Linked DNA regions of Mus musculus: all the other regions are linked to region 1. A link is a contact called in public Hi-C, HiCAR-type, HiChIP or PLAC-seq and promoter capture Hi-C data. All regions are on one chromosome and are shown on one strand. Each heading gives the region's core, a stretch centred on a gene start, on an enhancer-like site or on the middle of the called end of the contact. The rest is flanking DNA. Distances are from core to core; before and after follow the strand shown.

Region 1 (4,092 bases), core at 1,139-3,638:
ATCTCACTGCAAACACTGTCCTGACATCAATGCAAAACCAATTCCGATCAGTAAGTTAGGGAAACACTAAAACTGCAGCCTTTTGGTGATCACAAGACTGCTGTAGAGCCCATACTTCAAAGCTGGCCTGTTCTAGCTCATCACCCAGTGACAAACATTAGGAGGCTTCTCTACTCAAAGAGGGAGTTCCAAGTTTTTGAAGACACCGATTACCCCTACATTTTAGGAAGTTTTATTTTGGGCCATCTCGTGCAGAGATACAAGAGTTAATCTCAATTCAAACGCCATCCCGCTTCCGGAATCCTTGAAATAATTTCAAAATGCCGGCTCCAGAACGGACCTTGGAAGCTATTTAGCCCAACCCATCAGGAACTAGGTGAAACTTTTGAAAGCTAGCATTGCAACACAAACGTTTTGTTTCACTCATGAGGGTCAGAGAAGAGAAACCCTGTCTTGAAAAACCAAAAAAAAAAAAAAAAAAAAAAAAAAAAAGCACAAAGGATATCAGTCAATCCAACCAGGGAGAGCCTTGCGTCCTGGCGTTCAATCCCACCCTCTGTGGGGTAGAGCTGAGAGTCCCGGTTCACTTCTGTTGGTTTGCTTTTTCTTGTGTGTACTATTTTAAATCCAGAGACGCTCAGATAAAATTGTGTGAGACTAAGCATACATGATATTTCACAATTTCTAAAAGGTGAACCTTGCAGAGTCGGGCATGTAACCAAAAGGACACGCCTCTTTTTCCAAAATAGAAACAAAGTACTCTCATCTAGCCCACAATCCCCCCCACTTCATTGCATTCATTTCACTCAACTACACAAACTACGCCAGCCAAACGGCTGATACTCTACTAAAGACTGCAAATGTTTTCTAGAAATACTTTCAAACACTTGGGGGAAAGAGAAAAATTTGCACTGATTTCTACCTTGTCAACTTGCCAAACAATACTGACAAGATGCAGCAGCTAGGCAAGGATTTACAATTTGTTTCCCCTGTGTCTAAAATAAAAATGTGAAGGTAAGGGCATCATTTTAGAACAGCCAGCCTACTTATTCTTGTACATAACTTAGTAATGCTTATATACAATTCAGTCTAAAGCCTTCGGGTGTCTGGAGTCAACAATTACAGGCATAACTGTGGGGGGGGGGGTTCCTAAATAAATTGCTAACAGCCCATTTCCCAAAAGTTACTGGGTAGCACAAAATCAATTTTTTTTTTCAAAAATGGGGAAGCTCGAACTCTGGGTTTAATCCTTCCCACACACACACACGCATGGCATACCTGGCAACGCTATTAGTAAATACACCAAACACGGTGTATGGCGGAGGCCCTGTTACTTCAGGGTTCATGCCTTCTCCCCATTAGCCGGCATACTTGTTCCTTTTCTGACCTTCCAACACAAAAACCCATCTCGGGTCAGCTTTCCTGCCTCGCTGTCCCAGGTGCTTGCTTTTCAAGCAGTAAGAGACCCTGAAGGGACAGGCGACCACAATCCAGCAGGGCTTTCCCTGGCCAGGCCTCTGTCCCCAGGCGAGAAGGGGGTGTGACCGCGGCACTTCGGCCCTCTCTCCGCCACCAGTGGCTGTGCTGGAGAATTTCCTTTCTCCCGGTGGTCTGGGGAGAGGTCCCCAGGACAAACAGGGCGAACAACCCTCATCTTCTCAGCGATGGGAGTCCGTGCTACCGAGGCGGGGGCGAGGACACACGTGGCTTCCCAAGTCCCGGTCCCAGGAGCCCCCTCTAAGGCAGGCTCAGGGCGCCCCAGTCCCATGCCCGAGGGGCCCCACAGGCAATCGGAGGAAGGTTGTCGGGCTTTGGGGGTGTCCTGTGGCCCGTCGCCCCCCACCCCCACCCCGAGTACCGGCCGTCCCCCGCCAGGACCCACCAGCTGCTTCAGGTCCTCCTCCGAGAGCTCCGCGTAGCGGTACCGCTGCTGCTCGAACTCGTAGCGGGTGGTTTTCGCCACCACCACCACCCGCGAGGGGCGGAAGCCGCCGTCGGCGGGGCTACCACCGCCCGCCAGCTCGCGCGGCTGCCCGTGCCCCAAGTGCCGCCGGCCGTCCGCGCCCGAGCCCGAACCCCGCAGAGCCGCGCGGCCACCCGCCACGCGCCGGCAGCTGCCCAGCAGGAAGCCCCGGTAGCAAGTCATGATCCGCGGGGCCGCGGGTGCAGGCTCGCGCTCCCTGCCGCCAGCACCGCGCCGGCCGCGCACAGGTTAAGTGCGGGGACGTGCGTGGAACGCGCCGGGGGGGGGGGGGACGTGCCCAGACGCACGCGAGGGCGGAGAGGCCCCGGGAGGCCCCGGGAGGCGGGGATCCGGGCTGGCCCCCGGGCAGTGGGTTTTATTTGTTTGTTTATCCGTTTTCTTGGGCGCCTGCGCAGTGGCCTCTCGGCCCGGCCCCACCTCCCTCTTCACCCTTTCAGGGAGGCCGCTCTAAGCCCGCCCCCGGGCCAGATCTGTCAGCTAATCAGAGGTCGGGAAGGTTTGGGAGCCCGAGGGGCTGCGGGGATTGGCTGGGGCTGGGAAAGGGACGAAATTCTATTTGGCTTTCGAGCTGCCCGAAGAAATCCAGTTGGAACTGGTCTGGGCGGCGTTGGGGGTGCAGGCGGAGTTTTGAGCGCCTGGCGGGAAAGCAAGTTTCTTGCGCATCTTCCTCTAGTTGCTTTCATTTTTGCTTGCTTTCTGGGTAGTTGGTCATGCTCGTCTAGGGTAAATTTTAACCAGTGTCTGCTGGATGGCTGATGTGGCCGTCGCTGGAGTAAGAGCTGGGGGCGGTGACCTCGCTCCAAACGGCTTCGTTTTGCAGGGCCTGATGGCAAATAAAGATGCCGAGCCCTTTATTAGAGAGGAATTAGAGCTAACCGAGAAGGATCACAGAGCATTAGCCCGAGCTCCGGTGACCACCAAAAGACCACCAGCCTAGAGAGGCAGTGCTGTCAGGGAGAAAGGAGGAGGATAATGAGGGAAGGAGTCTTGTCTAGTCCTGTGTGTCTGTCTAGACCGCGAGATAAGGTTGGAAAGCTGTGTAGGACCAGACTGAAGGGTTAAAAATGTTTTGCACTTTATCCTGTAGGCAAGCTCAGAGCAGTGTTTGATGATTATTGATCTGACTTTGGAATGTTGGGTAGGTAGTCCTTGAAGCTAGAGCAAGGGAAGTTACTGAGTCTGTGGGAACAGTTACACAACCATAGAGATGTAGGCTGATTAAGAATAAAAGGGAAAGCTACAATGAAGGGAAAGTCATAAGACAGGGTAGGTGGCCACTGCCCTGAGGTCCTTGCTGTGGCGTCCTTTCCTTTGCGATCCTGGCACTCCCAGTAAGTGGCCTCTGGATTCCGGGCATGCTATTTCATGTTTGTGACACTCAGATGCCTCTGTGATATCGAACCTGTTTTCTCTTTCACGTCACAGAAAACTACACTTTTGACTCCCACTTCTAGCTGGAAACATCTCAATGGGATATCCTAGTCAAATCTTATTTTGGATCCTTTCTTCTGCCTCTTCCAAAACATTGCTTCATTACACCATCCTCTCGGATGTGTCTTGAATTCTCTCAGGAAAACCCCTGCTGGGTTTTCCACTTCAGTCCTTAAGATTCCCATGTCTAGGACATTTAAAACTTTAAAGATTGAAAGAGCCTTCTACACCCCAGTTGTTTACCTGTTCCCTAACTCCCACTTACTGATATATTCAGCGGTTCTCAACCTCTGGGTCATATATCCGATGTATGTATATCCGATATGTTCATTATGTTTCATCACAGTAGCAAACTTACAATTCTTTTTTTTTTTTTTTTTTTTGGTATCATAACCAATTTCTCACTATTCTTTTTTTTTTAACTTAGGAGTAAGTTTTTTTTGTTGTTTTGTTTTTATTTTTTATTGGCTATTTTCTTCATTTACATTTCAAATGCTATCCCAAAAGTCCCCCTATACCCTCCTCCCTCCCCCTGCCCTGATCCCCTACCCACCCATTCCCACTTCTTGGCGCTGGCTTTCCCCTGTACTGGGGCATATAAAGTTTGCTAGACCGAGGGTGCTCTCTTCCTAATGATGGCCAAGTAACTATGGTTGGGGGTCACCACAACATGAGGA
Region 2 (4,092 bases), core at 675-3,174, 500 kb after region 1:
TGTTTATGAATTAATGCAGTGTTGGCTACCAAAATGAGCAGAATGTGTGGCCTCCCATAGATATCCATACCCCAATCCTAGGAACCTGTAGACACAGGAGATTAAATTTTGAAGAGGCATTAGGGATGCAATTGACTCTAGGTTTGCTAATCAGGGCACCTTAAAATAGGGAAATTATCCTTCGCGTCGATACCTAGATGGGCCCAATGAGATCATATGGGTCCCTAAAAGAGGATGAGGGAATTGAAGATAGCTCTCAAGACGATTCGATTTATGGATTTGAGATGTCATTGCTGATTCTCCAGAGGGAGGAAGGTGCCCCTTGGAAGACGAAGAAATGAATTTGGCCTGAAGTCTCACACAATAAGACAGACCATGTCAGATTTCTAACCTACAGAAATGTACGATGATAGACTTGGTTATCATAAGTACAAATTTGATATTTGTACTGATCTTTTATGAAGGCAGCTGACCCGAGGCAGACTGGTTCCAGATCCCCAGCCAAATCCAAACTATCCCCAAGAACTGGCATTGACTGACCCGGTGAAAACTGAGTAAGCCATTCTTTTTAGAACACGAATAACTGACCCTACCTCCACAGCAGTTCTTTGTAGGCAGAGATTATGCCACACACAGTATAGCCTGATTTCTGGGCTGTGCCTTTCCTATTCAGTCCCCACAACTGTTCTGAAAATGACTTTACCAAGAACGATGTGAAACTGAGAGTCATGTGTTAATGGCAAAATTTCCTCAGGAAGATTATGATGACAATCAAAACATGTATGGTATCCTTTTAAAATATCATTACTCCTGTTTTTATTCCAAAGCACTTCCCATGTATTATGTTAGGTGTCTACGCCAGGCCTTAAGTGTGCCTAAGTGGCAGTGTCAAGTGCACACCATGGCTTTTGGATTGCAGTTTTTGAATTGATTCCAAGAATTTTATTCGTAAAATTCCCAAATAGCACTGTAAGGGGGAGAAAGCATTCTTCTGAAATGGGGGAAAGCTGCCAGGTAAGTATTGTAGTAAGAGATATGGAGCAGGTATGTGACTGTGACTGTGCTCAGCTCCACGACCCTACTTGCTGAGCCCACACTGACCTAGTGGTATTTAAGTATGTGTGGGCTGTAACAGATTGGCGAGGCTGATGCTGGCATTCACATCCTATTTCCTATTGCTTATTCAGCTGCCTTTGCTGGATATCAGTAATCACCAAGACCCTTTCCTCTCTGCCCCTTCATTCTCAAATGAATGGAGGACACATTGCTCTCAGCTAGTGCCATTTGTAGTTTATGTCCTATAGTCATGCAAACAAAAATAGCATATATATATATACATTTGTATGTATACATGTGTGTGTATTTGTACATATACATATGTATGTATATGTGTATGTATACATATGTGTGTGTATGTATGTCTGTTTGTGTGTGTGTGTATATATATGTATATATATATATATATATATATATATACATTCATTAACATCTTTAGGAAGTAACTTTCTCATGTATAGAATGGCAACATTAAAAGGTTTTGTTTGAAGCCTTTAAACAAAGGTGGTGGCGCACGCCTTTAATCCCAGCACTTGGGAGGCAGAGGCAGGCGGATTTCTGAGTTCCAGCCAGCCTGGTCTACAAAGTGAGTTCCAGGACAGCCAGGGCTATACAGAGAAACCCTGTCTCGAAAAACCAAAAAAAAAAAAAAAAAAGGTTTTGTTTGTTTGTGTTTTGCTTTTGCTGGCCTCTGTGCTGTTAAGGATGGCCTTGAACTCCTGATCACCCCCTGCGCTGAGAGGACTCGAGATTTTATGTGGTACTGAGGCCCATACACAAAGCACAGTGCTTGCTAGGAAGGCAGTCTACCAAATGAACTATGTGCCCAGCCCCTGCTTACTTCTCTACAGGTGACGTTTATATAGTGACGTGTGTGTTCCAGCAATAGAGTCAATAGCACAAACAAGCACCTCCTCTTGTGAAGTTACGTACGAGCTTCTGGGAGCCTTTCAGAAAAAGTGAAACAACTTTGCCCAAGGTCACATATTTGACGAAGGGCAGCCAGTTTGGGACAGCTCACTGTATCTGGAAGGCCGTGTACTTTCCACCCTGCCGCGCTATCTCGGGTTTGTTCCCGATTCCTTCAGAGCCACCTGTTCCCATCCTCATGCCACCCACGAGAAGATAAAACAGAACTGACTCCCCAGGAACTCCAGAGAAAACAAGAACGCGGGGGGGGGGGCTGGGAAAAGCACGGGCTCCCTGGAGTACTGGGTCCCCCCGTGGGGGTGGGAGGGGGGGTGGGGAGAAGCCGTTGCTCCGCTGCACCTTCTTGGCTTCTCTGCACCCGGGCGCCGCCGGAGCCGGTGGCCAGAGCGATGCTAACCGCAGGCAGGTGCGCTCAGCCCCGCAGTGCGCGTGCGCACAGCCCGGCAGGACGCGCCCGCAGCCCCGCCCTTCGCTGCCGGGTGGAATCCCTCCCAGCTGGGCAGGAAAGCAGTTGTTTGCTTCCTGGTGGAGCGTTCCACTTGAAACGCTTCCACGAGGGCTGTTCTCGCCTCCGACTCCGGGAAGAACTGTAATTAACACAGCAACAAACGCCCACGACGCTAACTGGCAAAGGGAGTGTAACACGAGCCCCGCTGCTCCAACCGAATTGGGCCAATTGCTTGCCTTCCCTCCCTGCCTCCCGATTTGGTCTGTTTTGGTTCCGCACTCATCCAACTGGAGCGTTTCTTAAAACATGTCAGGGGCTGGTGTTTGTGTTTGGAGTCGAACAGTTTCGCAGCCGTCGCTGGAGACGGTGCTCGGCAGGCTGCTGGGCTGGGGACTCGCTTTCAGCTAGTAGCGCGAATGTCAGGTAGAAAAGTTCAGAGAGAGGCTAGAAGGATGCGAGGGAGGAGGGAGACAGCGGGGCCTCGCCCGCCTTCAGTTGTCTGTAGTCGGTCTGTTGTCTTCACCTTAGCAAGACAAGTAGAACCGGTCTGTCTGCTCTCCAACCGGAGAGGGTGGGGCATCCCAACGCACCTGGCGGCAGCTGCGTCCCTGAGATCAAGCTTGGGGCGACTGAAGAAGGGACGGGGCGGGCTCCCGGGGGTGGGGTGGGGGGAGTATGTGCACACAGTACTTGGGTCTGCAGGCGTGCCCAGCAGGCGTTGCGGTGGCCAGGGTTCAGGGATTGTTTTGGTTCTTTGATCTGTGTGTAAGTTGTGATGCTTTGGTTATATTTAACCTTGCATCTGCCGTGTACGGTCCACTGCCCAGCAGCTTCTTGAGAACTGGTTTTGGATAGAATCTCCAGGCTTGCTATAGAACTCTTTTCTGCCTTCAAACTCTTAACAAGACTCTTTGATCAGCGACCTCCCCTGTCGGCTCACTTGGTTCAACGGTTGCCCGGAAGGCATCTGGAGGTGGGGCGCAGTTGGTAGTGTGCCTAGCAGGCATGAAGTCCTGAACTGAGGATTCCCCACCACATCATAGACCTGGTGTAATAACCTAGCCACTTCCCTAATCCCAGCACACCAAACTTGGGGGGCTGGAGGACCCTGAATTCAAGGTGTTTGCCGACAAAATGAGTGAAACCAGTCTGGCTTTTGAAAGACCCCATCAAAAACAAAAGAACAAATAACATTGTACAAAGGGAGATTGCTTTGAGAAATACTGCAGCCTTGTTAAATGTCTGCATCTGTGTGATGTTTAGAAGTAGCTCTCTGGTAACAGACAATGGAGAGAGAGAGAGAGAGAGAGAGAGAGAGAGAGAGAGAGAGAGAGAAGCTTGCTATGCAATCTAGTAGTAAGCACTTGGAGGATAGATGTGGAGTCAAAGCCCAAACAAGAAAGATAAGCATGAGGTAATAGGACAAGTTACCCAAGGCCAAAATGAAGATCAGAAGAACAGCTTAAATGGCAGGTGTTACACATTTAGTGATGTGTTTATAAAGAGATAAAGAAAGGAGGGGGTATGTTTTATGGAGGTATTAGGGGAAGGGGGTGCCTGGGCAGGCCCATGATGAGGCATCCCTTCCCCCTGAGGGACCAGCCACAGGTCGGTGGTGTGGGGAGGGGAGTCAAGAGGGTAGTAGAGGCAGAGAAAGT
Region 3 (4,092 bases), core at 815-3,314, 410 kb after region 1:
CTTTTAGTTTCACCGTCTGTCTTTTCTCTTTTCTCTCTTTCCATCTCTTTTCTCCACACACTCTTTTTTCTCCCCTCCCCAGCCCTAGTTCCATCCCCAAAGCCTGAATTTGGCACATTCCAGCTGATCGGAAGGGGAAGTTGAATTTAGCTTTTAAATGTATTCTTTTAAAGAGTAAATGAGATTCATATTTAATTTAGGAGATGCTAAGGTTCACACCCAGAACAAGAGGGTGCAAACACATCAAAGTGGACTTGGCCTCCAGGTTCTCCCAGCATCCTTCAGTCCCTACTTGTTACAGCAAGGGCCTCGGGTTTTCCATAGTAATCCATCAGCAGCCATGACTGCAACATCTGGAGTTCATCATAGCTGTGGGTCAGGTGTGCAGAGAGCAGTTCCCCAGGACCCATGTGTAGGAGGGGAGGCACCTTTGAGATAGGTTTGAGGATGCTTTGCCTGAAGTCACCAAGGCTGTGGCTCTGGTACTGATGCTGGGCATGCTCACAGTGGTCCCACCCAGGCATTGGCTGCTCACAATGCCGGTGCTCCCTGGAGGGATGACTCCTGAAGATCTGGCTTTTCTAGCCACCAAATTTGATCCTAGAGTCCTCCTCTTCAGCTGCTTCTTTCCCCCACCTTATCTAAACGTCTGTCTCTCACCACTTACTCAGTAAGTGTCCTCTCATCCAGGTTTTGGAATCCGATGAACGAAAAAGGGAAGGACATATATCTGCTCCTAGGTATGGTGGAGGAGGAAGTTTATCATAGATATGTGGGACAGCATAGCCAGAGTGGACATGCCCCTGAACCATGTGGGGAGATTGGAAAGGGAAAGGAGAGAGGGGAATCAAATACAGCAACCAGGATGCCAAAGGTACAAAAAAGGACAGGCAACCAAATGGTCTGGATTATATAGGGAAGAGCCTTTAGGTGAAAGGCAGAAGAGTGGGGTATGCTAGCCACACCCTGGATCAGGTAGGGACTGAGGGATGCTGGGAGAACCTAGAGACCAGCTCCACCTGGTCTGGATTTTAAACTTAACTGGAAATAGATGAGCCAGGTTTATTCTGATTGGTTTTTTGTTTTTTTCTTAATGCATCTTTTAAAAATTCCTAATTTCACACTTGGGCTATGAACTTGAACGTCAGGCCCGTTTCGAATTGGTCCTGGTTCCAGAATCAAATCTTGGCATGACTTTGGACCCTAGAAGGTGTACACTGGATTGGGCCTGCACTTTTTCCTGCCACAGCTGTTCTTCTAGGGAGCTGGGTCAAGTTAAATTGGTTTTCAGCATCTATGCTGCTTTCAATTTCTATGGGGCTTTTATTCAAGTTCCTTTTCTTCTGTAAGGGACAGAAGCCTTGCGTGGGAAGAAAAGGCGCCCCTCCCCTTGAAGTCTGACATGTTCTGCACTGCATGGCAGACATCCTTTGGTTAACTTTGGACAAGTGAAGCCCAGTTGGAGAATCTGATCATGGCCATTCAGCATTCTGGCAGTTAGGAGACACAGTGTCTTGGTCATCTTCATAAGAAAGGCATGCAGGAAGGTCTATTCCATAGCAGGAAGCACAATCCAACTGTAAAGAGGGCTATTTTGGAAATTGCACACTACTCATCCAGTGGTTAGTTACTAGTTGTGATTTAGGAGAGGGGGGGAGACAGAGAAGGCCCTCAGTTGGAGCCCTTGGCCCTCAAAGAACTTCCTCTCATTAACCCAAAGCTATTGACCGGCTCCGCGGGCTCTTTCTATTAGTGAATTCGCCTACTTTCCCACTATTAGGGGCTCCTGCTGGTGCCACTGCATGCCTACCCTGCAGGGGAAGGCACATCTTCACACAAGACAGAGGATTATTTTCAAAGGCAGCTCTCCAGGTATGATCAAGAGTCTCTTCTCTGGTCACCCTACTGTCCCCTCTACCCAGCACACACTTGTCTTTTTTTTCCTGCTATTTTCCATGGCCCTGGCTTTTCTAAATCTTGGCAGGGAGACAGTGATCCCTTTGTGCTGGCCTGTTACAGTGAGGTAACCAAAGAAAGGGTCTTGGTCTGAGGCCGTCAGCTGTTACTAATCACTATTCCCCTGCCTGTCGCGGGTCCACTCGCCTCTCCCTTTGCTCTGCTTAGCACACATAAAGAAGATGAATTACTCTCCGGTTCCTCTTCAGAAAAGCATATTGTGTGGTGCATTCCAACACTGTGAGGAAGGATGCTAATGTGAAGGGTAAATGGGTATCTAAATCACCTCACAGGGGGTCTCGCACCCGCAGCTGGGAGCCTCTGAGAGGAGAATCTCAGAGTTGCCCCCTGAGACCATTTCCGGTGACCTTGCTAAGAGTGACAGGAAGTCCCTGGAGTAGGCTCCAGAGTAAACAGCATCCCCAGAATTACCAGGCTGGATTAGGACCAGAGCTGAGAGAGGGGAAGCGTGGGCTCTCAGGGATCTCACTGCCTGAATAGCTAAGAGAGGGCACTTCCAACCTAAAGTTAAGCCAACAGGCACTTTGGCTCTAATATAAGAGGTAGCAATGACGGGCCTCCATTTCCCATCCCTGCTTCTTTCTACGTAAGTTAAGAAATGAAACCAAACAATTCCACCATAGCTATAGTTGGAGAAAAAGCAAAAGGACTGTCTGCTTAGTCCTCGCAGTCTGAGGAGAAAAGTGATTTATTTGGCGTTTTCCTGCCACTAATAATATTGTCTGCTCTACTGCTTTTTCCATTGACCAATCTTTCAAAAAGACTTTCTCGTTTACTCTTCTGCACTTCATTTTTCTAGGGAACGCTAGAGCTCAAAGATGTGTTAACAAGTTTTAAGGAGCAAAATTTTTTTTAAAAAATCTATTTTCCCCCGACAAATTTTATGCCGTCACAATCAGCAAAGTATTATTTGCCAATTGCCTTCAAGTGTATAACCTTGCAGAGCTAAAAGACATTCCAGAATAACAAAGTGACAGGTTCTTCGATATGATCAGCCATCATTAGGAAGGAGATTTTGGCTAGCATGAAAATACTTGTAATTGGGCTGGCAGAGAAAGCTACAAAGTCTTTGTGGAGATGATTTAACTTTCTCGAATGGCTCAGAGCCCACAATCTCAAGAGGCTGAGAGAGAAGGGTTGTCATGACTGCAAGCCAGCTTGGGCTTCATGGTATGTTCTGGGTCAGCTATAGCTACATAGTGAGATCCTGTCCCAGAGAGAGAGGGGGGAGGGGAGGGAGAGGGAGAGGGGGAGGGAGAGGGAGAGGGAGAGGGGGAGGGAGAGGGAGAGGGAGAGGGAGAGAATACATTCTGGGGGAAATGACTTACTAAGAAAGAAAGCTTGGAGCAAGCATAGCGATGGGGATCCAAATTTGGATCCCCAGAATGCACTGTAACAATTGGCAGTGGGATCCATTCTCTGTTGGCCTTTGTTTACTCCTGGGCATGAGGCCTGTCCTGGAGTGGGATCTTATCTAGTTGGAACAGGCCTAGTGCATGCTGTCCTGGTCTCTGTGAATCTATATGTGCATTACTAGTCCCACGGTGACTGGAGGATCCTCTCTCACTGGGTCATCCAGCACCTCTGGGTCCTTCTGCTGTCTCTTTCCCATCAATCCCTGAACCCTGAGGGGGAGGGGGAGGGGGAGGGCTGAGGGCTGCAACAAAGACTTTTTTTTTTTTGGTTTTTCGAGACAGGGTTTCTCTGTATAGCTCTGGCTGTCCTGGCAACAAAGACTCTTAACTCCGAGCATTGTCTAGCGTATGAGTCTCTGTGTTGATTCACATCTACTGCAAGAGGAAGCTTCTATAATGAGGGTTGATCGAGGCACTGAGTTACGGTACAGCAGTGTGTTGTTAGGACTCATTGCTACTCTTATCAAGTAGGGTAATAGTAGTAGGTTTTCATCTGTGACCTATCCGTCCCCTCTCAGGTTCTCGCTTACTTTAGTGTTCTCAGGTATGGGTTCTATCTCATGGTGATCTGGGAGAAGTTAGAGAGAGGAAAAATATGACCAAAATATATAATATGGAAATTAAATTTTTAATAAAAAAACCTTACTATTATATATACTTGTAACCTAAGCACTGTGGGGGTGAGGATCAAAGAGAATCA
Region 4 (4,092 bases), core at 954-3,453, 360 kb after region 1:
TCCAAGTTCAACGGTCCTGCTTCAAGTCCAAGTTCCTGCTTCTAAAGTACAGGGGGCAGTGGGGGAAGTACCCAGAACAAATCAGGTTGCCCCCCAGGGCATTACTGCTATAGTTTTGTTTTGTTTTCTTAAGTACATGCAGAAGAAGTAATTCCCAATACTGGGCCCAGACTCAAACCTTGCACTTCGTATGAGCTCTGAACTGAGACTCTTTGCATCTCAGTCCCCCCATTAGGTTTTATTGCAACCAACACAATTTCCAAGGGAGAATTACTTCCTTTCTCTATGAACACCAGACTCCTATGTTTTTTGCACAAATTGAAATAGTAAAATGGTAATAGCCAGAGTGTAGGGATTTCCAAAGGGGAAGGGGTGGAGGAAGGGAGAAAACCCAGACAGGCTCTCCTCTGTGCTAACCAGAATGGTTTGTCGGCCCCCCTTCCCCTCCTTCTTTTTTGCTGGGTTTGGAAAGTGAGCAAGGTAAAGCAGAAATGTTATTGATTTGAGTGTCACTGAGACTCCACTTAAAAGTGTCCTGTTTCTCTTTCCAGTACCCTTAAAGTGCAAATCATATACAGGGGGAAAAAAAAACCAAATCATAGTCGTGACAAAGGCATGGCTCAGGTTGAGATGAGGGTCTATGCACATCTGAGGTAGCAACAGGGAACAAGGAGCTTCGGTTTATCACAGGAAGTGGTAAACAAGGGATCTGATCTGATCTCTTAGATTATATCTGCCGGTCTTCAGAGTTGCTTAATGCTCGCTGTTTATCAGGCCCAAGACAGACTCTTGCCCTCAAAGAACTTATCATTGAGTTGAGAAGCCCCGACTTGACCTGATCTGGGAATCAAGGGCACAGGGCCAAGGCAGCACATAATTAAGTGTTAAGCAATCGAATGCAGATGCTAAGGGATCTGAGGGACAAGAGGAAAGAAAAGATCACGGAGGGCTGAGGCTGACAAGAGACCGAAGATTCTCATTAAATTGTTAAAGTAGTGTTATGGTAGGAAGTTGTTACAATTGCTGCTAATTTGACAGGTCAGGCACTCTTACAACCAACCATTACTTTCCAACTAGCAGCTGTTCCAAAGCACATACATGAACAATTAAGTCTGGCAGGGAACTTTTTTTTTTTTTTTTAAAACATAGCTCCCTGGATTTGCTAATGAGGAACAAAATGACATATTTTGGTGTTTGGATGACAGACACGAAAACTGAGCAGACTTTGCGTGGGGATCTTAGGGAACCAGCAAATAGAATGTGGGCTGTGATCTTGGGTGTGTTTTCATGTTTCTAGTGAGCCGTTTTCCTTCACCTCAACAAGTTCTTAAAACTGAGGAGAGAGGGGTAAGTCACTCTCAACAACTCCTTTTTTAACTTGCAGGTTGTATATTTGTGCAGTCCGTTTTCCTTTTAAGAAAAATGGCAAAAAGCTAGGTATGGTGGCACACACCTTTAGTCCTAGCACTTGCAAGGCAGGGACAGGCAGGTGGATCTTTGAGTTCAAGGCCAATTCGGTCTGCAGAGTTGGTTCCAGGACAGCCAGAGCTACACAGAGAAATCCTGTCTTGAAAACCCAAAACCCAACTAACCAGCCAACTATACACCACACACACACACACACACACACACACACACACACAGGAAGGAAGAGAGAGAAAGAGAGAGAGAGAGAGAGAGAGAGAGAGAGAGAGAGAGAGAGAGAGAGAGAGATGGAGGAAGAGAACAGAAAAGGAGAGAGAGAAAGAACAAGAAAACAAAAACCAAGAGAACTTTCTAACTCCTGAAAACGGGGATGGGGGCACTCAGCATTCTTTAAACGGAAGCAATTGAATAGCTTACCTTTGGAAGTCATGAGTGTGCATCTGCACTCTTGGTCTTAAAACAGAGTTTACTTTCTAGTTTGGCAGCGATCCTGATTTTTTTGTGTTTCTTACCTTTTTCTGTCCGCAGAGCAGGCAGCCAGAGCCCAATCAGATTCCTTATATTGGAGTTTTAAACTGTAAAACAGGGGCATGTCTCACCTTGTGTTTTGAGTAACTTTATACAAGTTGAGAGGGCGGCAGTAAGCATTCTCCTCTCTATACTTAATTGTATTCAGGATCCTTCCAAGAAATTTCAGTTATGTCCCCAATGCTAAAGGGGTGGGGTGCTACAACAGTTGTGTGAGCAGGCAAAAGAACACCCTCTGACGTCCCCTGAAGGGGAGGCAACCTGAAATGAGGTAATTAAACGTGGCCTTGGAGAAGTCTCCCAGACGTTCTAATCCGGACTTCCAGCGTCCATGTGTGTGAGCGCTTTAGTTTTCGATTCTCTCAGGTCCTGATTTTGCGTTTCTAATATAAGTGAACTAACAAGGCGTGAACGTGGTCTACGGAGCAAAACAAAGCCATAAAGCGTGCTTCTGTGGTGCCAAGATTAATCAATATTCCGGGGAGCTCGGGCTCCCCCCTCCTCCTGCTGTTTTCATTTTCCCACTCCCCCTTTCCCCAGTACAGGCTCCTCCTCTTTTCTTAAGTTGCCTGATAGTAAGTGGCGGTTTCAGAGCACATGCATGTTGTCAGGGCCAGCCTGCTCCGCCGCTCGCTAAGCTGTTACTCCGAGCTACCTGCTGGGGAATTCACCTCCACGTAGCCCGGGGTGTCTTCCTCCCATCCCAGAGTCAGAAAAGGTAAGCGCAGCCTTCTGTAGCCCGCGGGGCTCAGTTTTGCGTCCCACTTTTCTGTTTGCTGAGCGCCGGAGTAAAGCTAGCCATATTGGTAGGTAAGGTCCTGTTCGGACCGAGAGCAGCCGGCGTGTGCTAACTATGCAAGCCCAGTCCTCTCTGGGTTTGAAATTCAGTCGATCGAGGTTGGGGGTGGGGGAGTAGACGGACGTTCGAGATCTAGAATAAAAATCAAGATTGAACGGGTGTACTTTAAGGGGAACTGGCGGGTTAAGGACATCAGAATTATTAGTTTAAAAAAAATCTGGACTCTCCTCTCTTTATCCCCCCTCTTTAAACTTTTAATCTAGTGTAAAGTATTAAATACACTGCAGGTCTTACTATCAATGATCTCAACCTACAATTTTATTTAAAAGTCAAAACTCTTAAGTCTTTTTTTTTCCAACCTTGGATTTACCGAAAGCCTGCGAGTTGCAGCTACCTCCCCCACAGATGCACACGCTGGCTCCGACTCTGCCAGATACACACGTCCACAGGCGCTGCTGATCATCGCCAAAGTCTAGGGCTTAGGATTCATGTACAGCGGCAGGAGGAAGCCCTTGATTGCCAGCAAGGAAAATGGTTAGGCGTTTGTATTTAAATAACCTAAGAGCACTTTAAAGAAACCAGAAACCACACGCTGTAATGTTTGGAATGAAAGCTGGCTTCTCTCCTCCTCTATCCCCAAAATCCTAAATTTCAAAATACGGAGACAGCAGTGAAGGTCTCCTCCTCGCATGGCTTGCGGGTTTGCCCTGAACACAGATGGTGCTTCATGCTCCTACCTTCTAATGATATGAAAATGGATTGTGATTTTAGATCATTTATAGATGTGCCCAGGGCAATATGCTAACTTCACAGGAAAGGTTTCCCTGTAAAAGCCTCAATTGCATTTCTACTGTCACCTGGGCACTTGTGTTCTTTTTATGGCCGTATTTACAAGTTAATTGGCTCATGTTTCTTTCTTTGTGAAGTCAATAAATGAAACCAAAGACTCACACTACATATGCCAATGGCTACATGTCAGTATCTCAGTTAGCTCTTTTTTTTTTGACATAGTTATATATCTTTAACCGCATACAAGACATGAGTTCTCAAGTGGAATTTTTCTGTTTAGTTCAACCAGGCACTTAATGAGTGTGTGGGTTGTGCGAGGCACTTGGCTAGGCTCTGAGGACAGAGTGGAAATGTGGGTGCTTGGTCTCATCCAACCCTGAAGAACCCCTTACTCATTGAGGGGATAGAGCAAACTGGAAAAGGAACACAACTTTTTGCTCATCTATTCTAACTTTACGTTAATTTTGTACACATAGTCCAGTAAAATGCATACAATCTGGCCTGCTACCAAAGCTCTTCCGTCTTTTAATTCTCGTGCAATTAACTCACCG
Region 5 (4,092 bases), core at 755-3,254, 360 kb before region 1:
CATTTGAGAGATGGTCCTCCGAGTAGCATGACAAGACCTTAGGAGGAGAGACCAGCCATATGAAAAATAAGAAAAGGCCTTGTAGCTTGAATGAGAATGACCCCTGAAGGCTCATATGTTTGAATGCTTATTTTTCAATTGGTGGCTGTTTAGAAAGGATTAAGAGCTGTGACTTTGTTGGAGAAAGTTTGTCACAGGAGGTTTTAAAATGTCCACAAGAGGCCCAGTCTTGCTCTCTTTCTATCTCCTACCTGCAGAGCAGAATGTATACTCTAGGCTACTGCTCAAGTACCACGCCTGCCTGACTGTGCCCATATCCCTAATCTCTGAAACTGTAAGCCAGCCCCCAATTAAATATTTTATTTTATTTTATTTTATTTTATTTTATTTTATTTTATTTTATTTTATTTGTTGCCTCTTCACAGTAGATTAGTAACTGAGACAATCCTCTTCTGACTCAACTGGAAGTCTGTAGGTATCTGATAAATAAGCTGAAAGATACTGTGTAGATAAGAAATCATCACACCACAGTAGGTAGTAACATACTCTCTGCACTTCACCCAAAATTACGATTAATAGCAAAGGAAAGGCAGGGCCTTCAAGAATCACGCAGGTGTTTCAACACATCCCACAAAATTCTGGTTTCACTGGAAAGCAGACAACACAGATCCCTGTGTCAGGCCTGCATTCAGCCTAAGGGACCACAACCCAGAGAGCTGCATACCTCTGGTCTTCTATGACTTCTTTCATGGTGAGCAAAAATGACTCTGCCTTGAGCGTCTGTAGCTGAATAGAAACACCAAGGTTCTTTGCTTCTACTCGGACCATGTTGTCAGGTTGGTCTCCAAAAATAGTAGTCCCCACCATGGGCACTCCATGCTCGATAGCCTCATTTACACTATTCAGTCCCCCATGGGTGACAAACAGACGGATGCTAGGGTGAGCTGTTGCAAAAGAGAAAGATGGTCCAAGATTTCAGTATAAAAAGGTCCAGGTAACAGGTAAAACAGCAGAGCCAAGAAATACCAGTTAAAAACCCAAAAATGCCTGAAAAGAATGTCACTTTCCTGAACCAGTGTGGTTTCCTAAGTGCATTCCAAAGCATAGTTCTCACTCCTTATCAAAGAATCTTCTTTCAGAAGCACAGGGAAACCATTCCAGAAAGCTACCACTAGTCAAAATGTATAGAACAGCTGACTGTGGGGTGTCTGGCTCTGACTGACATACCTACAATACATTTCCTGCACGTAAGGCTCCAGACACATCCCAGATAAGTGAATGGCAAGATCCTAAGACCAAGGAGTCAGGACATCTTTGTAACTTTGATAAGTAAATTACACCTGCAAAAATCTCAACAGCACAGCTTTCTAACCTGAACAACAATAATAGCATCAATTGGCATCGCAGTATACATGAGAGGTCATGGACCCATCACTAGGTAAAGAGTCAGGCAATGAACAGCTGAGAGAGGGAGCATTAGCTTCCTCCCTCCCCAGGAATGAGCTCCTGATTGGTTTTATTCAATAGCAAATGGGCAACACTAGAAACATATACTTGCAGGCAACACTGGCCAGACACAGCAAGTTATGTTTATATGTTTACTTGTACGTATATGTAGCAGAATAATTAGAGAAGAGAAGGCTCTGTGACTTGGGGAGGAGGTAGGTGAGGGGTGATATATGGGCAGAGTAGATGAAAGAGGAGGGATGGGGAAAGTAATGCAATCATATTTTAATTGAATGAAAAAATAGAAATTCAAAAGGGGATATCCCAGAATGCAAAGTTCACTTGACTCACCACACAGATTCTGACTTCTCTGAACTGAGAAGCCAGGGACAGCTACAGAGGAGAGTGACAAAGACAGGCATATCCCCCGTTATTGCCCTCATCCATTTCCCGTTAATGCTTTCTTCAGTTTTCGCATCCATGCTTTCTCTTGCTGTGCACATCTGCTTTCTCACTAACTGTATCCTCTGTGTATTGCCTACTCTATTTGGAGAGAAGCTTGCAGTATGGGCACAGTAGACTTTCACTTCTGTATTTACAGGGCTTCCCCATTGCTCCATGCTCAGAACAAGCTAATACATTTTTGATGGTTATAAAGAATCCATCTCAGAATGTGTTTCACATGGAATCTACTCATATTCCCTGGAAAGTAAGTCCTTCCTCTGTCATGTAGCTGCAGTTTTACTAAAAAGCATCTTTGTCCAAAATTTCTCAACTAACTTTCAGCCATAATCTCCTTTTTGAAACTCTGATCTAGCCAGTATGGTAGTGGTGGGTCTTCACATGGCAGTACAGAAGCAAGAACAAGGACCTGAAATGTAAAGAACCCTCTCTTGCCCAATTACTCAAAGTCTCAGTATTATATCTGAGGTTATCCGGGTTAATATGCAGGTAAATTCCAGTGTCCTTAAACCCTGAAGACTTCAATAAGGAGATTTGCATTTTCAACCTCAGTAGACAAGTAATTTGTGTCTGAATGTTTGCACTCCTAATCATGCTAAGCCTATGCCATGCAAATATTCATAGAGTCACCGCAAGCCTACAAGCAGGACTCTGTGCTTGCACTTCACAAGTCTAGGGTCAGATTAGAATGACTATATTCAGCTTAGATACTGTTCAAGGAAGAAGTTCCTTTGGAAACCTAAGACGGTTCCTGAGTTGAGCAGGAAACAGAAATTGCTGCTATATCTGGTCTGAAGCACAGCCTGGCTCCCTAACAACTCCAGCTTCTTTCCTGCCTTCTGGAGACTTATCTTTATGATCAGCATCTTCTGTGAATATCAGTGCCCAATGAGACACTAGGTGAGTCTACAAAACATGAAATGGGAGTAAGATGGCAGATCTGGACAATCCTTACCCAACAGGTCATTCTGAGGAATCCAGTCCACTATTTTCACATTTGGGGCCAATCAGACATCTTTGGGCCAATGAGAATCCTTACATGTCCATAGCACCCCTTGAGAGAGGTGAGCAAAGGCACTGTTCATCTCCTTAATAATTTCCATGGTCTGATGCATGGTTGCTATGGAGCCCAGGGCCACAAGGACAAAACCTGAGTCTTCAAACTGAGAGATAAAATTCTCCAAATCCTAGAATTGTAGAGGGAAGACAGTAAAGGAGGTGGTTTATAAAAGCCAAAGCAGTGATGATGAGAAAGCAGGCCAGGTATTGAGTAAACCCATGCTTCAGGAGCTCATGTTCCATATGATAAAATTATTTCATAGTCCCTGTGCAGCTGTGTCATGTTCCTATGTTCATGCTTATGGTGTCTGGATTTACTAGGAGCCGTTTTATGAGATTTACCAACATATTCTCACATAAACATATTTTGGGTTTTAGTTGTTTGAATGATTGATAGTTGATTGATTGATTGGAGCAGATTTCTCTATTATGTTGCCCTGACTGACCTCAAACTCACAGATATCCATCTGCCTCTATCTCCTAAGTGCTGGGGTTAAAGATATGTGCTACCATGCCCAGCCTGACATATGTTTTCGAATAATTAAGAATGACTGGGGCAGCATCATGTATCTTATTCATGTGATGATGTCCTTATTACATAACATACCTGCAAAAGTTCAAGATCCTGAATGTCTATGTCTAACAATATTTATGAAATTGGGAGTTTGGACAGTTGAGGTTGTCCTTCTTCACTAAAGTCTTAACTAGAGTATCAGACTCATCATCTCTTCCATTGAAGGCTATGGGTGGAATGGAGATATGAGAGTTTTTCATGCATATGTAGAGATGCTAGTGTTTTGGCTAATGCAGTGGGAATTCTTGATGAAAAAAAGAAAAGGAGTGATTGACCTTCCTGAATATAAGTTGAAAATCCACAAATGATGTTAGTGTCATAAGAATTATGAGCAGGAGGGGGAGATCTTGTCAAATGTACCACTTGGCATATTTTTGCTTCAATATTCCATGATATTCTGATCTTACTGATTTCTTAATATTTCACTTCCTGTTTTACTGTTTGAAGCCATGACATAAAAATAGAAACAAGGAAGTGTCTTTACAGCACTAACCACCAGGGCTAACCTCAGTTTGGTGTGGTATTGGTGTATATTGCCCACATTGTTGGGT
Region 6 (4,092 bases), core at 765-3,264, 340 kb after region 1:
TAATGCAAAGGTTTTGCTTTAGTAGTACTGGTATCTTGTTAATCACAGCTAATTCTTCAGCCCCAGCTAACTAGAACCACAGAATCTTCCAAATCAAAATAGCATTGGCCCTGAAGAAAGTCTTTAATCTTCCCTCTGAAATTTCACAAGCCAGGCCTCCATCTTCTGCACTGTTCTCAACATTCTCTTCCAAGCTCCTACACAACATCTCACAGAGCTCTTAACACCGAATGGATCTTCTAGCCCAAAGTTTCAAAGTCCTTCCACAGTCCTCCCCAAAACATGGTCAGGTTGTCACAGGAATACCTCACTATGCTGGTACCAATTTGCCTTAGTCAGGGTTTCTATTCCTGCACAAACATCATGGCCAAGAAGCAAGTTGAGGAGGAACGAGATTATTTGGCTTACACTTCCATACTGCTGTTCATTACCAAGGAAGTCAGGACTGGAACTCAAGCAGGTCAGGAAGCAGGAGCTGATACAGAAGCCATGGAGGGATGTTCCTTACTGGCTTGCTTCCCCTGGCTTGCTCAGCCTGCTCTCTTATAGAACCAAGACTACCAGCCCAGGAATGTTCCCACCCACAAGGAGCCTTTCCCCCTTGATCATTAATTGAGAAAATGCCTTACAGTTGGATCTCATGGAGGCATTTCCTCAACTGAAGTTCCTTTCTCTGTGATAACTCCAGCTTGTGTCAAGTTGACACAAAACTAGCCAGTACAGGAGGAAAGGGTTTATTCAGCTTACACTTCCACATTGCTGTTCATCACCAAAGGAAGTCAAGACAGGAACTCACACAGGGCAGGAACTTGAAGGCAGGAACTGATGCAGAGGCCGTGGTGGGGGGGGGGGGGCGCTGCTTACTGGATTGTTTCTCTTGGCTTGCTCAACTTGTTTTCTTATAGAACCCAAGACTACCAGCCCAGGGATGGCACCACCCACAGTGTGCCCTCCCCCCCCCCCTTGATCACTAATTGAGAAAATGTCTTACAGCTGGATCTCAAGGAGGCATTTTCTTAAGGGAATCTCCTTTCTCTGTGATAACTCCAGTTTGGGTCAAGTTGACACATAAAACCAGCCAGTACAACTTATAATAATAGCTACAGCTGATATGGCTCTGATGTACCCTCCCATGACAGAAATTAGGAGTTTTACATGACAGGGGCTGGTCCATGGCCAGCTAGAGATAAGTCCCATCCTTCTAATGCAACTTGACCCCATTAGATCCAGTGAATGAGCTGTAACCAGGAATGGTATGTGTTACATGCAGGTCATTAAGAAGATCATACCATTAAGAAGATCAAGCATGTCCTCATCTGACTAATTCTCTTTCTTATTATCTCAGGTGTGGTAAGGGCTGAAGGAACCACGTTGGTCTGAGATGGAAGCGATATGTTGCATAGGAATGCCAGTATAGTTTCAAACCTCTTACATCGGCACAACACCATGGTACTTCCTATCTCATGCCTTTGATTCTCTTTGATCTAGCAATTTAGTAATACCCTAACTGAATATAACCTTTATATTGGGGGCTTATTATTGAGTAGACACTGCGCATCATATCATTTAACCCTCATAATAGCATTACGAGAAAGATAAGAGTAAACAAGAGTCAGACACAGAAAGGCTTTCCGACTTGCCCAAGACCACACAGCTAGTAAGTGAAGGAGTTAGACTACTGTCAAGTTGATTTAGGGGCTAAACTGTTAATGACTTCCTGTATCTTTGTTTCACAGCCAAAATAGACATAGCGTATTTAAGCTTGTGAAAAAATCTTCACAAAATCTGGGAGTTGTTGCATGCTCAATAATCATTCGCTAAACGAATGCTTGGTTGGTCTTACATTACAAACATTGTTTTGTTTTGCTTTGGTTTGGTTTGGTTCTATTTTGTTTGCTTTTTGGGGTTCCTAACTTCAGCATGATGCAATTGCTTCTCTCTACGCAGCAGTACGGAAGCCCTGTTTCATGCAGAGCACTCTCCGAGTTGCTTAAGAACTGACAAATTTATCATCAGAGAAGACTGTGTCTGTGAGCCCTCACTGTGTCTCTGTCCATCCTAGAACACTATCATCAGAGTCTACAAGCAGTGACTGAGGAAAGTACGCAACCTGTTGTAATCATCTGTGTTTATTTACACAGCTGTACTTTCCCTTGTTCAAGCAAAAGACTGGCCCAGAAACCAGAGATGGAAATAAAATTAGGGGGCTTTTTGATGACTGCTGTGCTGGATCCTGTAGCCTGGGCTCTCAGCAGGGATGTGGGGTCCAGGGACTTTCAAAGTCTTCCTTTGTGTTAAGGGTACTGGTACAAATGAATAATGCTAAGGCCTTTGGGCTGTAGGAGAGGTTATTATAAAGTCCTGATGTCCTGCTGTGAGGACTGAATGCGTTCCTATCCTTAGGGCTCTTATCTGGAGCCCTGAGATAGAAAGGGGAGTCTGTCTGAACTGTTTTAAGGTTACCTTCAGCCTTCCCCTGGGAAAACCTAGCAGCAAACACGAGTCAAGAGGAAGTTGAAGAATTTTTTTAAAGGGGTCGTCAAACAGCCTGGCTTTATTTCTTCAAGTAGGGAGACAAAAAGAAGAAATCGGAGCCAACTTTCTTTCTAATTAAGTTCCACGGACCTCCCAAAATACAATACAGATGCCGTGAGGAACACTAACTAACAGACTCTTTCAGTTGAGAGCACTTGAACTTAGTCGCAATTAGAGAATGAGTTTTGAAACCGAAAATTTTAAAACAAAATACACAGAGAAAGACCTTTTAAAAAATGATGTAATTCTTCGGCAAGTTAAGCAATAAAGCTTAATTCTTTTTTTCATCAGTAATATCAAAATTAATCCATTCTTCTTCAACCTCCTACTAATATACAGTTAAGATCAATTCACAGTATTATCTGCCACAGAACATAAATTGGGGGACAATGTCTAAGTCTTGGGGCTCCATAGAGCCATGTTTAAGGATAAGGTACAGAGGTAAGAAGGGTTGACCAACCAGAGGAATGGACGTGTAAGGAGGATTACAATCTTGCTGTCAGTTTGGGCACAGCCAAATCCCATGGGAGAAGAGAGGAGTAACAGATGTTTGGTCATAACTCCTGAATAATCTAAGTTTCAGGTTCACCAAGTCACAGTCACATGAGGTCTTTTCTTTCAGACTTGGGATCCATATTTATTATCTCATGGATAACTTTATGATGATGAAGGGGGCACTATATGGCCAGCACAGTATCACTCAGGCAGTCAGATCATAAACTGAATCGGCGTGGTGGCGCACGCCTTTAATCCTAGCACTCGGGAGGCAGAGGCAAGCAGATTTCTGAGTTCGAGGCCAGCCTGGTCTACAAAGTGAGTTCCAGGGTAGCCAGGGCTATACAGAGAAACCCTGTCTCAAAAAACCAACAACAACAATAATAATAATAATAATAATAATAATAATAATAATAAACTGGATTCCTAGAAAGACAAATGATGCCTTTTTTAGACATGGGCCAGCAGAAGAGTCGAACTCCTAGAGAAAACTAAGCATTCAATGTCTACAATGTTATAACAATCATTATTTGTAAATCTTTTCAAGGAAGAAGAACAATGTAAGTTGATGACTGTGGGTTTCTTAGGCAACCTTGGAAATCCTTACTAAATATTAGAATGCATCCGCTAATTATAAATGCAAACTTATTTTTGAAATGTATTTGTGAGTTTATGTGAGCATATATGCATATCGTGTACCAGTACATATGTCTGTGTGTACATATGGAAGCCATAGGGCATGCCCTTCTATCACCTGCCACTTTGAGGCAAGGTCTCATCCTACACCTGGGACCCACATTTCCTCATCTCAGTCAGAAGCCAGCACATCCCAGTGTTGTCCTGTTCCTATCCACTTAGAGCTGGGGTTACAGGTGCTTGTGGGGCTAAAGGTGTTTCTAGGAAAGCCCCACTTGTTATGTTGGTTCTGTCATCTTCATTGTTGCAAATCAAATTCTCTTCACCAATGAGCCATTTCTCTAGACCATATGTTCATATTAAATAATAATAATGATGAGATGCAAGACTAGCCAAGGCAGTTGTGAAGAATAGAACAGTGAGGTC
Region 7 (4,092 bases), core at 557-3,056, 310 kb after region 1:
GGATTAAAGGCATGCACCACCACACCTGGCTGAGTGGGTTCTTTTCCACCAAAATTGTCTTTCCATAAAAGCACCTTACCTCTCTGTCTCCAATTTACCTTTGCTCCATGGTGGGTTAGAAGTCAAATGACCATACTTACTGAGCTGTGTGTCCCAAATCAAATTAGGAAAGTTCTAGAGTGTGACCCTTAGTTGCTCTCTAACTTAGCCTTGGGAAGTCTAATACCGATGTTTCTTCCTTGGTAGGATGATGTAGGACTAACTCAGTATTCATGTATCCATCCTTCCTTCCATCCATCCATTTATTAATTATTCATTTCTTTGTTTATTCAATTCCATTATGAAACAATGGAACAGAGTTCCATTCACTGTGCCAGATACTCAGCACACAGTCATAAACAGAACATACGCCCAGCCTTCACACATGTAGAGTTTGAAATCAAGTATTGCACATGACTGTTGTGCACTGAGCTTCCAAAGTATCCCGACATCATAAAATAGGAACTAGTTTACAGGGATGAGCTCAGAATTCACATTTCAAAAAGAAAAGGAAGCTATATTTCAGAGGTGAATTTCAGCCAGGAAACCATCATAGTGCTCTTAGAGGCAAGAGTCAGGAGCTCTCTGGCTGGGGAAGTTCTTTCTGTAGGCAGACCCTGGTCATGCATGGCCTCCCTTTCTGAAGCTGCAGTGAAACAGTTGCCTCCATCCCTACCTGCCTCTCCCTCCTCAGCCCATCCCTCTTCCTTCACAAGCTTCCTTCACAGGCTGTTTTGATGCTGGAGGAGAGTGTGAAGACAGGAATGGGGCATTTGAATTTGTACCCTAATTGGTTGAACCACACAAGAGGAGAAAGGTTCTATGATGTAAGACCTCTCTTCCAAGAGGTGGCAGGAGTTGGTCACTGGGTCCCCTTTTCAAGAACGAAAAGGTGACCTTGGAAGTAAATGCCTATAGTTCAATCTATTAGGGAGGCTGAGGCAAAAGGATGGCTTGAGCCTAGGAGTTTGAGGCCAATGGGGACAAGAGAGTAAGAAAGAAGATGGAAAGAAGGAAGAGAGGGAGGCAGGGAGGGAAGGGAGACAGAGAGAGAGAGAGACAGAGAGAGAGATTAAAAGAGAGAGATTAAATAAGAGCCCACAGAGCCCAAGCTGAGTAGTCTTGAGTTAGAAGAAATACTAAGATGTGTGAAAGATTACATGAAATAAAAGTCTACGAGTTAGTTTAAGAAACTCTGAGCTCTCTTTTCTTCTTCTTCTTCTTCTTCTTCTTCTTCTTCTTCTTCTTCTTCTTCTTCTTCTTCTCCTTCTCCTCCTCCTCCTCCTCCTCCTCCTCCTCCTCCTCCTCCTCCTCCCTCTTCCAGTTTCAAATGTTACATCAGCCAAGTGACAAGCCACATTCCCCTCATCCCCACCCCCCTCCAACATCCCTCCCACTTCTCATTTGTTTGTGCAAAGATTACACTCCATCGCCTGTCCCTGTAGAGCTCCTGACAGTAACCAGGGCAATGGGCTAAATTATTTCAGAATGAAAAGAAAAGTCTGGAAAAACATTGAGCAAGCAAACTGGAGGTTTCTTCTGCTCTGAAGTGAGAGGCATTCCAAAACATGGCCTCTAAGCTCCCTAACAGACAAGAGCTGAAGCTTTCGGGGGTGAGGGGGGGCATACCGGGGCCAGAGCAACAGTAACAGGAGGTCACAGCTGACCCTGTGAATGGACCTTAGCCAAGAAAACTCTTTGAAGGTATCCCTTCTGGCGACTGGACAGATTGTCTCCTGCAGCTGAAGCAAACATAGATAAAAAGCACTCAGGAAAAGCCACTGCGCATGGAGCAAGAATGATAAACCGCCTGCTGGGTTCAGACGCTCCCCTCGGGCTGTGGGCCGTGTTTCTCTAACTCATGTCTAGGGTTAACTCTAGACTCCAGACCCTCAATCTTTGAGGGACTTCTTCTGAGTGTCCAGTGAGGATGTTTATTGCGGATATTATGTCAAAGCTTCTTTCTGCTTCGTAAGGACCCAGAAATTGGAAATGTATGTAAATCTAATGAGACTCTAAACTCTTCCCTCAGCCTGAATAATCTTATAAATGGGCTTTCACCACCTACAGACCAGAAGCCTGCAGTGTCCCCCAACACACACACACACACACACACACACACACACACACACACACATACTGGAAAGAAATGGTGTTCCTGCTTCACCAATATGACTTCATCCTACAGGTGACGTATGCCCCCACCATCCCACTTGTGCCTGAGTGCAGATGATCTACCCTGCTAAGAGGATCTATCTATTCATCCCTACTCACACCAGGGTGAGCGAGCAGAAGCACCCCTATCTGCTCTGCACAGCTCTTCATCCCTACTCACACCAGGGTGAGCGAGCAGGAGCACCCCTATCTGCTCTGCACAGCTCTCTTTCCCACAGTTTTCACTCGGTTCTCCACGGATGTTTGCTTCAGAGAGCTGGAAAACTCAGAGTCCCAACTAATAAGATTGGTGATGCATATGGATTAAAGATGGTCTACAATGCAGGGGAGTAAGAAAAGAGCATCGACTGCCAAACTTTTCATTCCATGTCTAACCTCTCTCTCTCTCTCTCTCTCTCTCTCTCTCTCTCTCTCTCTCTCTCTCTCTCTCTCTTTGGTTTTTCGAGACAAGGTTTCTCTGTGTAGCCCTGGCTGTCCTGGAACTCACTTTGTAGACCAGGCTGGCCTCGAACTCAGATATCCATCTGCCTGCCTCTGCCTCCCAAGTGCTGGGATTAAAGGCATGTGCCACCACCACCTGGCTCATGTCCAATCTCTCATCCTCTTTTTGGCTACATGGGGCATAAGGATCATTAAATAGTATTGGCCCACACTAGTGTTCACTGGCTGTGCTGGACACAGGCTCTGTGCCTCCCTTGACCAACCTCCCAACTGCCACTGAGTGGGTGATAAAATGCCCACCCTTCAATCTAGACTTCTTCCGTAGGATGTCTTTCCCTCACCTGTATCAGCTCACAGAATCTTTTACATCTAAAGTTTTGTCTTTACTCTCTAGTATCCATCTCCAGCTTCCTCTCCTACTTGCTGAACGTCTCCCAGCCTTTTAAAGTCTCTGCTCAAGCTTAACACCTCCCTCCTTACCTGATTCCCTGAATTCTCACCTCGTATTAAGCACTATCATGTTCCTGAGTTGTCTACTTCTTCGTTCTGTTCAGAACCTAACTGTATGTAGTTGATTGTGATACCTGTGTGGCTCTGACCCCCTGGCAAGGAGAACCTGTCATAATCGTTATTTCCTATTTCCCAATCTTTTGCCGATCTCACTATTGGTGTTCCATTAACATTAGGCATTGAATGTGAGGGATTTAGAGGTTCTTGAATTGACTCAGGTACGGCTCTGTCTCATTCCTGGCCTTGACCAATCTTTTCTCACCTCTTCTCCATCCTATTTTATCTCCTCACCTTTCAGGCAACTGGCAACCAAGATCAGTAGCATCCAAATCCTAAAATATCTCCTGTGTGTGTTTCCTGTTAGACATATTCAGGCCCACAGAACGTCTCACCTGTTCCACTTCAGTCATGCCTTGTCAGCTTTTCAGTCTACAGTTCATCTTCTACTAACAAATCATTCAAAGATACAAACCTGAGCCTGCCACTTTAGGATTCCCCTGGCTCCCTATAATTCAGATTGAAGACTGAATTCCTCACGGTGCCAAACTCTTTACATCCTGACCTTTCAATTTGGACTGCTGAGTTTTTTAACCTATCTTCCAGCATAGAAGACTCCCTTGAGCCTTCGCAATGTGAGCTCCCCCCATGTGGTCTGCAGTGCTGTGTGTTGCCCCCTGATCACAAATGGGTGTCTCTTTCACTAGAAATTTGTCATCTCCAAATGGGTGTCTTACCCACTAGACTATGAACTCTTTGATTACTTGATCAAAACTTCTACATGAAGATTTTTTTAAGATTTATTTATGTTATGTACATGAGTACACTGTCACTCTCTTAGACACTCCAGAAGAGGGCATTGGATCCCATTATAGATGGTTATGAGCCACCATGTGGTTGCTGGGAATTGAACTGGGGAATCAGTGCTCT

Evidence for each region. Promoter capture Hi-C pulls out the DNA fragments that hold promoters and counts their contacts. Hi-C and Micro-C count contacts between places; a contact is called where the count stands out from the background. HiCAR-type assays count read pairs that join an accessible place to other places. HiChIP or PLAC-seq counts read pairs in DNA pulled down with a chosen protein or histone mark.
Region 2: a HiCAR-type map of astrocytes shows a contact between it and region 1, with 2.4 times the contacts expected there. The contact joins the enhancer-like site here to the promoter of Nadk2 in region 1. A contact is called at or near these places in 2 of 39 promoter capture datasets (embryonic stem cells and hippocampal neurons), 2 of 484 Hi-C or Micro-C datasets (CD8 T cells and embryonic stem cells), 5 of 115 datasets of contacts at active chromatin or transcription factors (astrocytes, embryonic stem cells, forebrain and 1 more) and 2 of 9 other capture datasets (adipose tissue and pancreatic islet).
Region 3: a promoter capture Hi-C map of neural stem cells shows a contact between it and region 1. The contact joins the enhancer-like site here to the promoter of Nadk2 in region 1. A contact is called at or near these places in 8 of 39 promoter capture datasets (the HPC-7 cell line, cranial neural crest, embryonic stem cells and 5 more), 10 of 115 datasets of contacts at active chromatin or transcription factors (astrocytes, differentiating embryonic stem cells, embryonic basal ganglia and 6 more) and 1 of 9 other capture datasets (embryonic stem cells).
Region 4: a contact with region 1 is called in a promoter capture Hi-C map of embryonic stem cells, with 17 read pairs. The contact joins the promoter of Slc1a3 here to the promoter of Nadk2 in region 1. A contact is called at or near these places in 6 of 39 promoter capture datasets (cranial neural crest, embryonic stem cells, hippocampal neurons and 3 more), 1 of 15 datasets of contacts at CTCF or cohesin (the NIH/3T3 cell line), 2 of 484 Hi-C or Micro-C datasets (nephron progenitors and uterus), 14 of 115 datasets of contacts at active chromatin or transcription factors (the NIH/3T3 cell line, acute myeloid leukemia, astrocytes and 7 more) and 1 of 9 other capture datasets (adipose tissue).
Region 5: a contact with region 1 is called in a Hi-C map of bone marrow-derived macrophages, with 16 read pairs. The contact joins the enhancer-like site here to the promoter of Nadk2 in region 1. A contact is called at or near these places in 1 of 484 Hi-C or Micro-C datasets (bone marrow-derived macrophages) and 2 of 115 datasets of contacts at active chromatin or transcription factors (the SCID.adh cell line and bone marrow-derived macrophages).
Region 6: a contact with region 1 is called in an H3K27ac HiChIP or PLAC-seq map of acute myeloid leukemia, with 2.8 times the contacts expected there. The contact joins the enhancer-like site here to the promoter of Nadk2 in region 1. A contact is called at or near these places in 5 of 39 promoter capture datasets (the 3T3-L1 cell line, 3T3-L1-derived adipocytes, second pharyngeal arch cranial neural crest and 1 more), 3 of 115 datasets of contacts at active chromatin or transcription factors (acute myeloid leukemia, extraembryonic endoderm stem cells and microglia) and 1 of 9 other capture datasets (pancreatic islet).
Region 7: a contact with region 1 is called in an H3K4me3 HiChIP or PLAC-seq map of fetal liver, with 2.6 times the contacts expected there. The contact joins the enhancer-like site here to the promoter of Nadk2 in region 1. A contact is called at or near these places in 7 of 39 promoter capture datasets (the 3T3-L1 cell line, 3T3-L1-derived adipocytes, fetal liver and 3 more), 1 of 115 datasets of contacts at active chromatin or transcription factors (fetal liver) and 1 of 9 other capture datasets (adipose tissue).

What each region holds. Positions count from the first base shown.
Region 1 is chr15:9,069,556-9,073,647 of GRCm38.p6, reverse strand. It overlaps Nadk2 (NAD kinase 2, mitochondrial), which reads right to left and starts at 2,388. Exons shown (of 13, transcript NM_001040395.4): 1 at 1,883-2,388. The coding sequence starts at 2,146.
Region 2 is chr15:8,567,748-8,571,839 of GRCm38.p6, reverse strand. No RefSeq gene overlaps it. Among named protein-coding and RNA genes, the nearest start is that of Gm46508, 13 kb to the left of the region's middle. Within about 2 kb of position 1,924, at least 290 of the 459 cell types and tissues checked have an H3K27ac peak or open chromatin away from gene starts, as enhancers often do. A contact at or near this core is called in CD8 T cells, astrocytes, embryonic stem cells and 4 more, where this site is marked.
Region 3 is chr15:8,657,808-8,661,899 of GRCm38.p6, reverse strand. All of the region lies in intron 3 of Slc1a3 (solute carrier family 1 (glial high affinity glutamate transporter), member 3), which reads left to right. Among named protein-coding and RNA genes, the nearest start is that of Slc1a3, 51 kb to the left of the region's middle. Within about 2 kb of position 2,064, at least 102 of the 459 cell types and tissues checked have an H3K27ac peak or open chromatin away from gene starts, as enhancers often do. A contact at or near this core is called in astrocytes, embryonic basal ganglia, epiblast stem cells and 4 more, where this site is marked.
Region 4 is chr15:8,708,918-8,713,009 of GRCm38.p6, reverse strand. Slc1a3 (solute carrier family 1 (glial high affinity glutamate transporter), member 3) reads left to right here and starts at 2,203. Exons shown (of 10, transcript NM_148938.3): 1 at 2,203-2,671. It overlaps Gm31340 (a long non-coding RNA gene), which reads right to left and starts at 1,984. Exons shown (of 5, transcript XR_383822.2): 1 at 1,938-1,984.
Region 5 is chr15:9,427,958-9,432,049 of GRCm38.p6, reverse strand. It overlaps the pseudogene Gm5219. Among named protein-coding and RNA genes, the nearest start is that of Capsl, 6.0 kb to the left of the region's middle. Within about 2 kb of position 2,004, at least 27 of the 459 cell types and tissues checked have an H3K27ac peak or open chromatin away from gene starts, as enhancers often do. A contact at or near this core is called in bone marrow-derived macrophages, where this site is marked.
Region 6 is chr15:8,732,118-8,736,209 of GRCm38.p6, reverse strand. All of the region lies in intron 1 of Gm31340 (a long non-coding RNA gene), which reads right to left. Among named protein-coding and RNA genes, the nearest start is that of Gm31340, 23 kb to the right of the region's middle. Within about 2 kb of position 2,014, at least 44 of the 459 cell types and tissues checked have an H3K27ac peak or open chromatin away from gene starts, as enhancers often do. A contact at or near this core is called in acute myeloid leukemia, extraembryonic endoderm stem cells and second pharyngeal arch cranial neural crest, where this site is marked.
Region 7 is chr15:8,759,570-8,763,661 of GRCm38.p6, reverse strand. All of the region lies in intron 1 of Gm31340 (a long non-coding RNA gene), which reads right to left. Among named protein-coding and RNA genes, the nearest start is that of Gm31340, 51 kb to the right of the region's middle. Within about 2 kb of position 1,806, at least 32 of the 459 cell types and tissues checked have an H3K27ac peak or open chromatin away from gene starts, as enhancers often do. A contact at or near this core is called in fetal liver and neural stem cells, where this site is marked.